Regions from separate parts of the Mus musculus genome. Here region 2 is linked to region 1. Evidence: chromatin contacts called from public Hi-C data. All regions are on one chromosome and are shown on one strand. The core of a region is the stretch at or near the end of the contact, and the rest is flanking DNA. Distances in the headings are between cores, read along the strand shown. Region 1 has its middle 37 kb from the start of Gm35894. Region 2 has its middle 93 kb from the start of Gm36260.

Evidence for each region. A called contact is a pair of places that touch in the nucleus more often than the background predicts.
Region 2: a contact with region 1 is called in a Hi-C map of uterus. The contact joins two enhancer-like sites. A contact is called at or near these places in 2 of 484 Hi-C or Micro-C datasets (nephron progenitors and uterus).

What each region holds. Positions count from the first base shown.
Region 1 is chr7:70,621,704-70,627,873 of GRCm38.p6, forward strand. No RefSeq gene overlaps it. Among named protein-coding and RNA genes, the nearest start is that of Gm35894, 37 kb to the left of the region's middle. Within about 2 kb of position 3,803, at least 104 of the 459 cell types and tissues checked have an H3K27ac peak or open chromatin away from gene starts, as enhancers often do. A contact at or near this core is called in nephron progenitors and uterus, where this site is marked.
Region 2 is chr7:71,469,873-71,476,042 of GRCm38.p6, forward strand. No RefSeq gene overlaps it. Among named protein-coding and RNA genes, the nearest start is that of Gm36260, 93 kb to the left of the region's middle. Within about 2 kb of position 2,324, at least 44 of the 459 cell types and tissues checked have an H3K27ac peak or open chromatin away from gene starts, as enhancers often do. A contact at or near this core is called in nephron progenitors and uterus, where this site is marked.

The DNA.
Region 1 (6,170 bases), core at 2,553-5,052:
TGAAAAACACTAAGGAAGGTACAATCCCCTTAATTGGTACTTATTTAACTGGCCTGTGTTTACTGTAAATATGCTTTACTGTACAAGATGTACTTCTCTTGATTAGAGAACATTTTAATGTTGAAAGAGTGGTTGATACATGTAAGATGAGCAAAAAGTGCATAAACTTTTCCAAATAGGCTCATGTCACACAAGTAAGAAATGCAAGATCTTCTTGAATGAAATACTAAATGGAATTATAAGTCATCTATATTAATTCATTACTGTTTTACTTAAAGTGTTAATGCTAGGGGCCCAGAGAGATAACTCCGCAGTTAAAAGCATTGGCCACTTTGCCTAAGATTCTGAAGAGTCCGGTATCAGATAACCTGGATAGCAGATATTTACAATACTATTCATAACAGTAGCAAAATTTCAGTTATGAAGTAGTCACAAAAATTACTTTCTGGTTGGGCATCACTACACCATGAGGAACTATATTGAAAGGTCACAGCATTGAGACTTGAGAACCATTGTTCTAGAGGGTATTTAAATTTCCCAACATGGTGCAAATCAACATATCAGCTAGGGCTCTTTTAATCAGTCAACAGAGACTGGTGGGCTCCAACAACTGGAATCTGCTGTGGATGATTGCACAGGTCAGGAGTCTAAACAACTCCAGAGGCTGAGGCAGGAAGATCTCAAATTCAAGTCCTGCCTGACAACTTAAATGTCTTATTAAAGTGATGATCGGTGGTGGAGCACTTGCCTAGCTTGTTTGCCTAAGCTCAGCCCCTGGTACTGAATGATACTGAAAAATCAAACCAAACCAACTCTCAACTTGGTTTAGTATATATCTAGAATCTGGACGTATAGATGTGAGGATGCTTGCTTTCTTCTTATTTATTCTGTGTGGGTGTGTCCATGTGTATGCTCCTACACACATGGAGGCATGCAAGTGCCATGGTCTGCATGTGGCCATGGGAGTCAGTTCTCCCCTTCTATTATGTGGGTACTGGGGATTGAACTTACTTTGTCAGGCTTAACAGTAGGCACCTCGCCCTCTGAGCCATCTCAGTGGCCCTCCTAAATAAGAGGGTGGGTAGCATTCTAAGGGCTACTGGGGGCAGGCAATCTGTGTCTTTGGCTCCTTTCAGGCTTAACTGTTTGTAAATTTCCGCCTTTTACAAGGATATCAGTCATTTAGGATTAGAGCTCACTGTAATGAACTCACTTTAACTTTATTATCTCTAAATGGAACCTAGCCAAGTGGTATTCTGAGGGACTGGAGGCTCTGCACTCTCAGCTAGGAATTTTGTGGAGACAAGAGTCAACTCATTAGCAACTGCTAATTTAAAATCTCCCATAAAGAGTTAACAATCTAGGGCTACAGAGATGACTTAGTCAGTAAGCGGTTCAGTTCAATCTGACTTCTATCCCCAGAACCTCTGAGTAAAAGCAAGACATGGAGTGTATGTAACCGTAATCCTCCAGTGCTAGAGAGGTGGAGATGGTTGGATGCCTGAGGGTTCTTGGACTCATGCACAATGGTTGGACTCACGAATAATTGTGAGCTCCAAGCCATTGAGAAAACCTTTCTCAAAACTGGAGACTGACCTCCACAGTTATGCACCCACACACATAGGAAAACTTGAATACACACACAAGCACACACACACACACACACACACACACACACACACCAAGACAATAATCCAATTACATTGTAAAGAAGGAGTCATTTTAGAATGTTTTGTGTAAAGATATTTGTGGAGATGTTACAGTTTGGAAATATGGATCACAGACCTTATGGTGCCCTAGACAGTGTATTAGAATAGTTTGTCTCAGCCCAGGGGTAGTGAAGCATGCCTTTAAGTCCAGAACTCCAAAAGCAGAAGCAATAGGACCTCTGTGATTTTGAGACCAGCTTGGTCTGCAAAGCTAGTTCAGGAGTAGGCTTTGTTCCATAGAAGAATTCTGTCTTGAAAGAAAAAAATAAGAAGAAAAAAAAGGAAAGAAAGAAAGAAAGAAAGAAAAGAAGAGAAAAAGGAAAAGAAAAAGAAAAAGAAAAAGAAGAAAAGAAAATGAAAATGAAAAAGAAGCAGAAAGAGAAAGAGAAAAAGAAAAAAGAAAAGAAAAAGAAAGAGAAATACCCTGCCTTGTTAGTCTCATAATAATATCAAAGACCTTTTTAGACCTTCTTAAGGAAATCACCTGGACTCCAAGTAAGCTCATTTTTCTTTTGAACAGCTCACCCTACTTGGCTAACCTTTTACCTCCCTGACCCCCTCAGTATCTCCTGGAGTAAATCAGGGGCATACTTCAGGTGACAAAAATTAGGTGAAAAGAAGCAAAAATATTTACACTTTCTAAAAGCAGAAATCAATTTGTCCGAGGCCTGGCCTTGATTGGAGGTATGTCTGCTTCACTGGTTAGAGCACGAAAGGGATTATGGGATTCTGCGTTTGTTGATCTTCACGTGGGTTGTATTCAGGAATTAAGCAGGCTGGAGGTGGGTCTTAGAAAGCCCAGGGATCACCCAGGCTGGGAGCTGAGCCAGGTGAGGGCTTGGCAGGTTCCCCAGTGTAAGAAGAAGCTAGAGAGCTGCTGTCTGCCTGCTTCAAGTAGGAAATTTAAATATCTGTTTGTCTGCCTGGAACGAATAACAGATAGGGAGCTGGCTTCCAGCTCATACACTGCCACTAACCTTTCCAAGTCACTTTAGGCACCTTTCTTTAATCTTCTCGCCTGCGGTTTTGGCTGCAGACTCAAGGGTATTCACCAGGGTGCAGGGCAAAGTCCCCTACAACAATAAAATCTTTGGAGGGCGATTGTTCCAAATATTAAACGTGACTTCCCTGTGGTTAACGACCCTAGGACAGCTGTGGTTCTTTGCTGAGGCCCCGAGATGTTAACTATCTCTGTTCGTCGGGTTGGGGGGCAGGGAAGTGTCCTTGCTACTAAACCAGGAGGAGGAGAGTTCTCCAAGATGCCTACGGCTGACCTTCTGACCCGGCTAGGCAGCTGCTCTCCCCGCCCCCACCCTGCCCTTCCAGTCTCCACTGCTGGAATTTTCATCAGCTTTGCAGTAGACTGCCTGAACAGCCAGGGCTTTTGGACTATGAACTCGCAAGTTGGGGAGCAAATGCCAGGGCACCCAGGGCTTGCCTCTTCTGGGCACTTTTCACTGACTCTTCAGTCAAGGAGTGAGAGAGAAGTGGAGGTCTGGGCTGTTTAACAGTGGCGTCTTTATCTGCTTCACCCACCGCTGACCAGGGCAGCTCTAGAGTTATCAGAGTGTCATTAACAGGGACAGCTGCTGGTAAACAGAAGGATGTGGACACCGGCTCTCCAGTCAACAGGAATTTAACTCTAATCTGCTCCTTACTTAAAGAAACACCGCTCTCCTCTCTGTGCAGGGCCAGCGTGTGTTTATCTCCTTTAACTTTCAGATAGAAGACTGGCATGGGCTCAGGAAACCCCCGCCGGCTACAAAATTAATAAGGTGTTAGGGACATGCACCTTAGGTCGATTGGAGGAGACGCTTGCCCCAGAGAAGGGTGCGGGGGGGGGGGGGGGAGGAGATCTCACCCAGGAGTTGTCTGCCTAGCTGGAAACCGATCCTACATATTTATAAAGGTAAACTTGGCTCGCGGCCAAACGCCTGCATTTAAGTGATTAACAAATGCGTCTCTTTAAGCGGACACCTCTTGTTCTAAATATATTTGACAAGAATGCGAAGAGTCATCTGGTGGGCAGAGAGGGAGCAGCTCCGGCCTTCTCTGGCTAGGCTGGCAAGCCCGCCCGGGCCGTGCTCCTGCACGCTCAGTGCCAGCCGAGTTCACGTCGCTGGTGGGCAGGCTGCCAGAGCCAGCGGCTCCCCACTGTTTAACGACAACGGATTTACGGCTTCCCTCCATATTGGTGTTATTTTGTATAAACAAGGTTAACACTCCTTTTAAATTAAATGCACCACCTGGTGACTGAATGGCTGACCTTGCCAGCTTCACCTGCCCTGCCCTAGATCGGGTTCTAGCTCTTCTGTCTACCTGTAGCTCCTTGGAATCGACCCTGCTTCCCTTTTAAAGAGACGGAGCTCCTGGGGGCAGGGGAGACTGGCAGGCCACTAGCCCTGGGTCCCGGACCTGATGGGATCAGAAGGGTCTGGAAGTATGACATGCACCCCAAATCCTTCTAAGTCCCAGATCAGACTGTGACCGGTTGACTCTGTGCCCGCAGAGTCCGGAGGAAGGTCCTTCAGAGCTCTGAGGCGGGCCCCCAAAGAGAGCTCTCCAGAGGAGGTCGTGTGGTGAAAGAGATCTTTGTGTTGTTGCACTGAGGCAGTAGTACTGATCTTGTACAGGGCTCTCAGCCTCTTCCCCACCCTCTAGGAATGTGAACACCTGGAAAAATTCTCCTGGCTTTACTTGGAAGAAATTTAATGGTGTAAACAAACGCAGCAGGAAGTCCCCTTTGATACAGAAGGCAGTGGGATGGCATGCTGAGCCAAGGGGGCTCTGCCTGCCAAGGTCCATTCTGAAAACATTTCAAGAATAGCTTGGAGTTGTCTAGGAAAATTTAGGTGGACTGCTTGGCAGTAGAAATCTCTAGAAACTCCATCTAGTAACTTCCAGCAAAACACACTTGAGTTACTCATTTAATTGGCAGCATGGCGGCCACCTTGCCTTGACTTTTATTTTTTTTTAAATTTGCCAGTGTCACAATAGGGCAAAATTACCCCCGTGGTCTTTGCTATGCCATGTAGCATGAGGTATTCTAGACAAGCTGTCAGCCCTATTGCTAGGCAAACATGGAAGTGGGACCTGGAGAGGGACTTGACCTCCTCAAGGGTTTAGTCCCCAGGCCCTGAAGTCCACCCATCAGGCAGGCCGTTCCTCTGTGGAAGTCTGTGGGCCAACTGTGCAGCAGGCTAGCAATTCTAGTTCCTCTGGAGCCCAGAGGCAGGAGGATCAGGACTTAGAAAACCAACTTTTATTACACTAAGTTAGAGCTCAGTCTGTACACAAAGAGACTGAAACTGTCTAAAAAAGAAAGAAAGAAAAGAAAGAAAGAAAGAAAGAAAGAAAGAAAGAAAGAAAGCCAACCAAATAGGCACCAGGAATCTGTCTTTCATAGCAGCTTACACTGGTATGAGAATGTCTTTATAAAGAAGCAGCATAAATAATTCTAGCAAGTGATATAGCCTTTTAAAAAATTAAATTGATTTAGTGTGAGTTTGTGTGTGTGAGAGTGTGTATGTGTGTGCGTGTGGGTGAGTGAGCTGCTGTGTAAATATGTGGAGACCAGAGGCAACTTATTGGAGTCTGTTCTTTCAGTCTGCCCTGTGGGTGTGGTGCCAGTGGATACCTGCTCTGCTTACCCGACTTGGTGACAAGCGTCTTTAGCAGCCGAGTCAGCTCACTGACCCACAGTGATAGAGTTTTAATTGATAAGAGCCCTAACCATTTTACATTCATTTTAATAAATTAGTTAAAACATCTCAGTGCTTAGGGAAAAATGTTTTATCTCTCCTCAAATTTCCCTAAGGGGTATATCTTGTTGTAAGAGGTCTCCCAAATATTCTAACACTGGTAAGCTCCACTGTCCATGTGTGCTAAGTGTGGCAGTCTAAACACATCTAGAGACTCAAAATGTGTAGGCTAAAAATCCTGAGCACTCAGTTTTGAGGAAACTGAAGATAAATATGGCACTAGAAGAAGAGAAGGAGGAAGAGGAGGGAAAGGAAAAGGCAAGGAGGAAAGGGGGAGGAGAGGGCAGGGAGAGGAGGGGAAGGAAGAAGAGAGAAAGAGGAGAGGAGGGGAGAAGGAGGAGAGGAGAGGAGGAAGAGGAAGAGGAAGAGAGGAGTAGGAAAAGAAGGAAGAAGAGGAGGAAAAGGAAGAGAAGGAGGAAGAGGAGAAAAAGAGGAGAAGAAGGAAGAGGAGGTGTAAGAAGGAAGAGGAGGTGTAAGAGAAGAAGAAGAAGAAGAAGAAGAAGAAGAAGAAGAAGAAGAAGAAGAAGAAGGAGAAGGAGAAGGAGAAGGAGAGGGAGAGGGAGAGGGAGAGGGAGAGGGAGAGGGAGAGGGAGAGGGAGAGGGAGAGGGAGAGGGAGAGGGAGAGGGAGAGGGAGAAGGGAGAGGGAGAGGGAGAGGGAGAGGGAGAGGGAGAGGGAGAGGGAGAGGGAGAGGGAGAGGG
Region 2 (6,170 bases), core at 1,074-3,573, 850 kb after region 1:
GGAGGGGGAGGGGGTGGGGGGGGTAGAGGAGAGTCAGACCTGAACTATCAGATAATAGAGTTAAAAAAAAAAAGGTTATCCCCATAAGGCTGGGCTGGGGTCACAGGAAGGCTCAGTATTCCCACTGGGTGCAGAGATCCCTGGCTATCCTGGAACATGTTTCCTTTCCTAAAGAGTCCTTAGGGTAGAGGTTTCTGTGCCTTTGTGGACAGCAGCTTAACTGAAGCATCTTTGCTGCTTTTAATCAGGCAGCACACACGCATCCGCAGCCTGTAACAGTGGGCCGACCTTGATGGTCTACCTTGACCCTTAGGAGAGGAGCCAGGAACATGAGATTAAATTCTCTGAAATCTCAGGCCTTCCCTTGATATAAAATAAAGCAAAGATACAAAAGCTTAAAAATACTCGCTAGGTCTTGATGATTAAACCAGCAATCAGGTTCCTGACACTGAAGTGTGCCCTACCCCACAAACCAGCATTTCTTGTTCATAGTAAACACCACAAAAACAATCATAAGCTCTGCCATTGCCTTGCTCCAGTCTGGAACTCTACCAGGAACTGCCTTGTTTTAAAACTCAATTTGTCCCCCTGGTTATACTGGAAATTCTCCCTTGACAAGGTGCCTAGAATTTAGCAGGAGGCATGATGAACACCTGTCTTCACAAAACATCTAAATCCAGGGAGACAGCTCAGCAGGAGAAAGTGATTGCTGAACAAGCACGGTCCCTGGAGGCCACGTAGAAAGCTGGAAGTGATGGTTTACATCTGTAATCCCAGCCCTGCTGCAGGGAGATGGGAGGATGGGAATGGGGAATAGACAGGAGCTACCCTGGGCTATGCACTGCAGCAGAAAGACCCTGCTTCAAAGTGATGGAAAACTAGAACCAAGTTGAAAAGCTGTTCTCTGACCTCTATGGGCATGCTGTTACATGCACATGCATTTAACACAGAGAAATGAACAAATAATTACATAGATAAATAGATAAAAACCATTACTTCCTGAATCTTGCTTTTTTTCTGATCATGTAAAAGCTACCACAAGAGAAAGATATTGGTTAACATTACTGCCATTTTCTCCCTTCAGAAGAGGACCTAGACTTCTTGGATACAATAAATAATCACAAATTCAGGCAGACCCGTTGTCTCCACAGTCATAAACAGAAAGTCAGGCTACGTGTGTGTGTGTGTGTGTGGGGGGGGGGGGGGTATTGAACAGGAGGCATGAGCATCATGTATTGGATTTACTCACTAAGAGCTTTCTCCAGGGATGTGCCACAATTTAAACAGATTGGGATTTTTATTCTGACATCACTATTTTCCAAAACCTTAGATAATTTACATAGCTTCTTTAAACCTCAGCTTCCTCATAGACAACATTAGGAAAAATTAGCAAGCTCTTCATGAACTTGTAAGGGGTAAATGAAATGATGCACAAAAACTAGACACTGTGATGAATATATCTGTGGCTTATTAAGTATTAACTGTTGGCTAGAATTTGTGTAAGGTGGAAATATTTCCCCCCCCAAATCCTGAAACCATTTAAAATTTTAAAGCGTCTTGGCCCCAGTGGTATATGCATATTGCCCTACAATAGCCAGTACCTGGGAAACAAACACTATTGAAATCAGTGTGTTCTCTATTAGAGTCCCACCCCAGTGGACCGGTGGAGAAATAACAGCTGGCATTTAGCTCTGTTGGGCCTGGTTTCAACAAATCTTCCCTTAGCCCCTGTCACCCCGAAGTCACAGGCAAACACACAGGGCATCATATTTCTTTATGTTGTGCTGGAAGGGGTGTTCATGTCGATAAGGAACCTTCCTCCCACCCCACTTTGTCTGCCCTGCACTTAGGAACCAAGGTTGAGTTCAAACAGAGGTCAGGGAGATAAAAGCCCGAGGCTTCGCCACCAATTCACTAGTGCGGTGCCTAAAACTTCCGTCATTTATTTATTGCCATTAAAAGGGAGAAGCTGGGGCCTGTGTCCTGACAGCTACAGACAGAAGCCCCGCTGTTTATTACATTTTCTTCAGCTGGGCAGCAGAACCGGCCAGGCCATTTCCCCTGACACCTTGCCAGCCCACGCGCTGCAGGCTCAGTGGAAACAGAAGTTTCCATACATCTTATGAGATTTCTTGGTATAGTCATTTTAGAAATAAAAAAAAAATGCCGAGAACAAAAATACATGCAGCACAGGCTGGAGTGGGGACCAGGCACGGGAGAAGCCAACAAGCGTTGGGAGGAAAAGCCAGACTCCTAAGAAGTCTTCCAGACCGAGGGAGATTTACTGCAGTTAGCACAGCCTTTTTGTGTCAGAGGAGAAGATAAACAAGAGGCTCCTTCAAAGCAAATAGTCACTTAGAAGATGCTACAAGCATTGCTGGACAAGAGCAAGGCACAGCCTCAGCGCCAGCTGGCGGTGATCGAGTTGGGTCCACTGAGGACAAACCTTTTATCCCTTCTTCGGTTCTTCTCACTGACCCTTTTTAAGTGTCGGTGTGGAGGAATCCCAGCCAGGCACACAGAAAGGACCAGGGCATAACAGATTTGAGCTAAACGGCAGCGTTGGTGGATCTAGAAACCTCAGAGAGCAGCAGCCGGGGAGCCTACATGCAAAGCCTTCCCAGTCCCTGCACTGGCTGCTGGGTCTGCATGTGTCTTGAGGGTTGTCATTTGCCTCCCTCCTCAGCTCCTCCAAGCTGTTTGTCCCCCCACCCCCTCTTTGGCAAAGCAAGCTTATCGCTGTTTTTGGTCTTTCAGCTTTGAGTATAAATGCCCAGGGAACAGATTTGTGAATCGAATCGCCGTTCTCTGTGGTCGGCCCACAGGGTCTAGGGCTTCTGTCTGTGTACTATGTAGATGGAATTGTGTGTAGTGTCTATTTAACTTCCGGATCTGCCTGTGAGTGAAGCCTTGGAGGCTAGCATGATATTTTCACTGCCTCTGATGACCCACTAAAATCAAGAACGTCTCATTTTTCTGCAGAGCATTGAATATACAACCAACATACATGTGGTTACTATTTGCAGAATTTGGCATTTTTTATGAATAGTATAAAACAGGCATCAGGTCGGCTGTCATGTTTTGACAGGGTTGTTCTTTTTATCCAGAATGCTTCTCGCTGCACCCTCCCCTCCTCCATCCCCCCTCCATATTTGAACAACATCCCTACCAGTTTTTGTTGTTGTTGTTCTTAAGTGGAATAAGGGGGTAGATGAGTAGAAGCAGTCAGCCTGCTATGGTCAAGAGTGTGGGGCCAGAAGAAGCAATCACCCGGCATTGTGTTCCCCTGAGGGGGTCCTGTTAAGACTGTTGGTCAGACTGTCTCCAGAGGAGGCCTCAACAGCATCAGACTCAAGAGCAAGGTCAGGGACCAGATTAGTGAGTGGTTGCCATGTGCAGTTTAAAACCGCTTTGCATGGAGCTGGTACCTCTCTTCAAATGGGGTTTTCCTAGTCTCTCCAATCTGTGTGTCTTTCCTGTATTCACAGTCCCAGGAAGGGAATTCAGAATGAGAAATAATGCCTCTTCAGAACAGTTCACAGCTGTCAGTTTCAGCTCAGGTATAAATCTGGGTATGAGTTTTAACTTCTCACTGTGAGATTTGCAGTGTCAAAAAAGCAAGTCTTTAACACACCCACACACACATGCACGTGCACACACACATATGTGCCACTAGGTTTGACTCTGATGAACATCTACTATTTTCCCTTCATTTATACAACATATTTCACTGTTGTTGTTGTTGCTGCTGTTGTTGTTGTTGTTGTTGTTAAGAGACCATAAGCCAACGATGGCCAAGGCTGAATACATCTCCTAGCCAGTCCTTTAGGTGCATATCAGGATGATTCCACTGAAGAGTCTCTGTCCTTTATTAGAAGAAACAAGTCATTTGGCACCAGGGACATTAGATAATGCAGATCTTTTCAAGCAACACTTGTTTTCCTTGTTAGCCAGTGTTATCTTGCATATTTAGAGGAGTGATATGATTTCAGTCACAATTGAAACCTTTTGTGCAGATGTCCATGCTTGCTTGTAGTGACAACAGTATAAATCCAGGCCGCTGCCATGTTATTGTCTCACCATTATTTATGTCTTCCTCAACTTGACTCAGGTCAAACTTCTGTCATTATATTGCTCAGCATAAGAGAGAACTCAATAGCTGAGTGCTCACCATTGAAACGTATTTTATATATATTTTAGTATATTATATGTAGTATATATATAGATATTAAATATCTATACATTACACATGTATGTAACAAATCTGTATCTGCATAATACACATATCTATGTATATACATAGATATGTATATATTGTTTATACATATAGAGCATTTTTATTTCAGGGAACTCTCTGTGGCACAGAGCAAAGTTATTTGTGTAATTGCAAGGAAGATGTCATGAGACTTTCATAGGCAATCCCTGCTTTAGTGCATTTTGAGTTGCTCTAGCAAAATTCTTGAAGCCTAGTAATTTAGACCAGAACGAGGTCTACTTAGTCCATGATCCTGGGAGCTTGACGATGTAAATGGGTTGGTGTCAGTGTGGTGATGCTTCTCAACATGCTAGGGAAATGGAAAAGGAACCAGCTTGGTAGAAAACAGGAATGGCAGCAGTTGGGAAGGGAGGGACCAGGGAAAGGTGAGGGTAGCTATCCTAACAAGAGTTTTGGCACTTGGGGTTGAGGTAAAGGAAACAACACTAGGCAAAAGTCTGCTAAGACTTGCTGCAAGGCCAACAACATACTCCAAAGAAAAGTATTAGGCAACTTAGAAGTTCTCTGCCATGCCCTATTCTTTAAAAAATAAAATTACAGTTGTGTGTGTGTGTGTGTGTGTGTGTGTGTGTACACCAGTGCTCCACAGCATGTTTGTGGAAGCCAGAGGACAATTCAAGGGATTCATTTGTCTCCTTCCACCCTGTAGGCCTAGGGAATGAACTCAGGTTGTAACACTTGGTGGCAGACACTTTATCTGCAGAGCTGTCTCAGGCTCTGAGCCCTGTTGCTTAAGTCTTACCACTTCAACACCACCATGCTGCTGAACAGTCATGTAACATTTGGACTTTTGGGCAAGTCCCTCAAACCATATCCAAAGTATGCCACAATCTAATTAGGCTACCCATTCTCATGAGAGACCTCACTTTGCACTTCACAAAAGAGTGTATGACAGAAGTTCCTCACCTTGAGATTTAACAAGTATAGGACTTGAAAATAAACAGTACAATCATCCAGAAAGCAAGCTTCATTGTTAACACAGATTAATAAATGTGTGTATTAAACCCTTGCCATTTAAATCATAATGAACAAACAGTTTGTTTTCCAAGCAAGACAGAACATTCAGGCCAGAGAAGAAGAGAAATACTGAGCAAACCAACATAATTAAGTATTGAACAAAATGTTATTAGGGGAAAGAATAGTGTTCTATGAAGGAGAAGATCAATGAAGGGACATGATTTAAAATGAAGAACAAGGGAGATCCTGCCAAAGAACTGGCATATGATCTGAGAACAAAATATTAAGTTAGCTAATGGGTACAAGGACGTGTGTTCCCCTAAGAGAAACAACATGTGCACATGTCCCAGAGTGGGAAAAGCCAACTGTATTTAAGAAAGGAAGGGATCCTGGGGTGCTGGGAATATAATAAAGATGGAGAGAATCATATACAGTAGCCTGGAGACACAAGCAAGAAGTGAGTCATGAAGGGCCTTGGGGGCCAAGTGTATTAGTCAGGGTTGTCCAGGCTATGTGGCAATAGTGAATACGCCTTCAAATCTCTGCAGCATAACAAAGTAAAAGCTTATGCTCACTCACTGATCTCCTAGGATGCCGTGACAGTGATGGTAGAAGAAAGCCCTATAAAATTAGGAGCAGCAAATAGTATCCCTATAAAGTTATAGCGGCTGGTGTAGGGAGAGATACACAGAGAAGTTGACCTTGCCTTTAACTACCTTGACCTAGGAGCAGCAATTATGGAGTCAACAGAGTTTGATTGACATGAACCGATTCACCTGGCCATATCAAGATGGAAAAAAGATTTGGAATCATAGTGTAGTTGTTTCCCCAGTAAAAATGAGTGGTTGATGAGACTCTTCCTGACCTCAGGAAAATGGGAGAAATGTTCTACTTTGTTCCAAAGGCTGCTTATCAGGTTGTAACACTGTGATGGTTC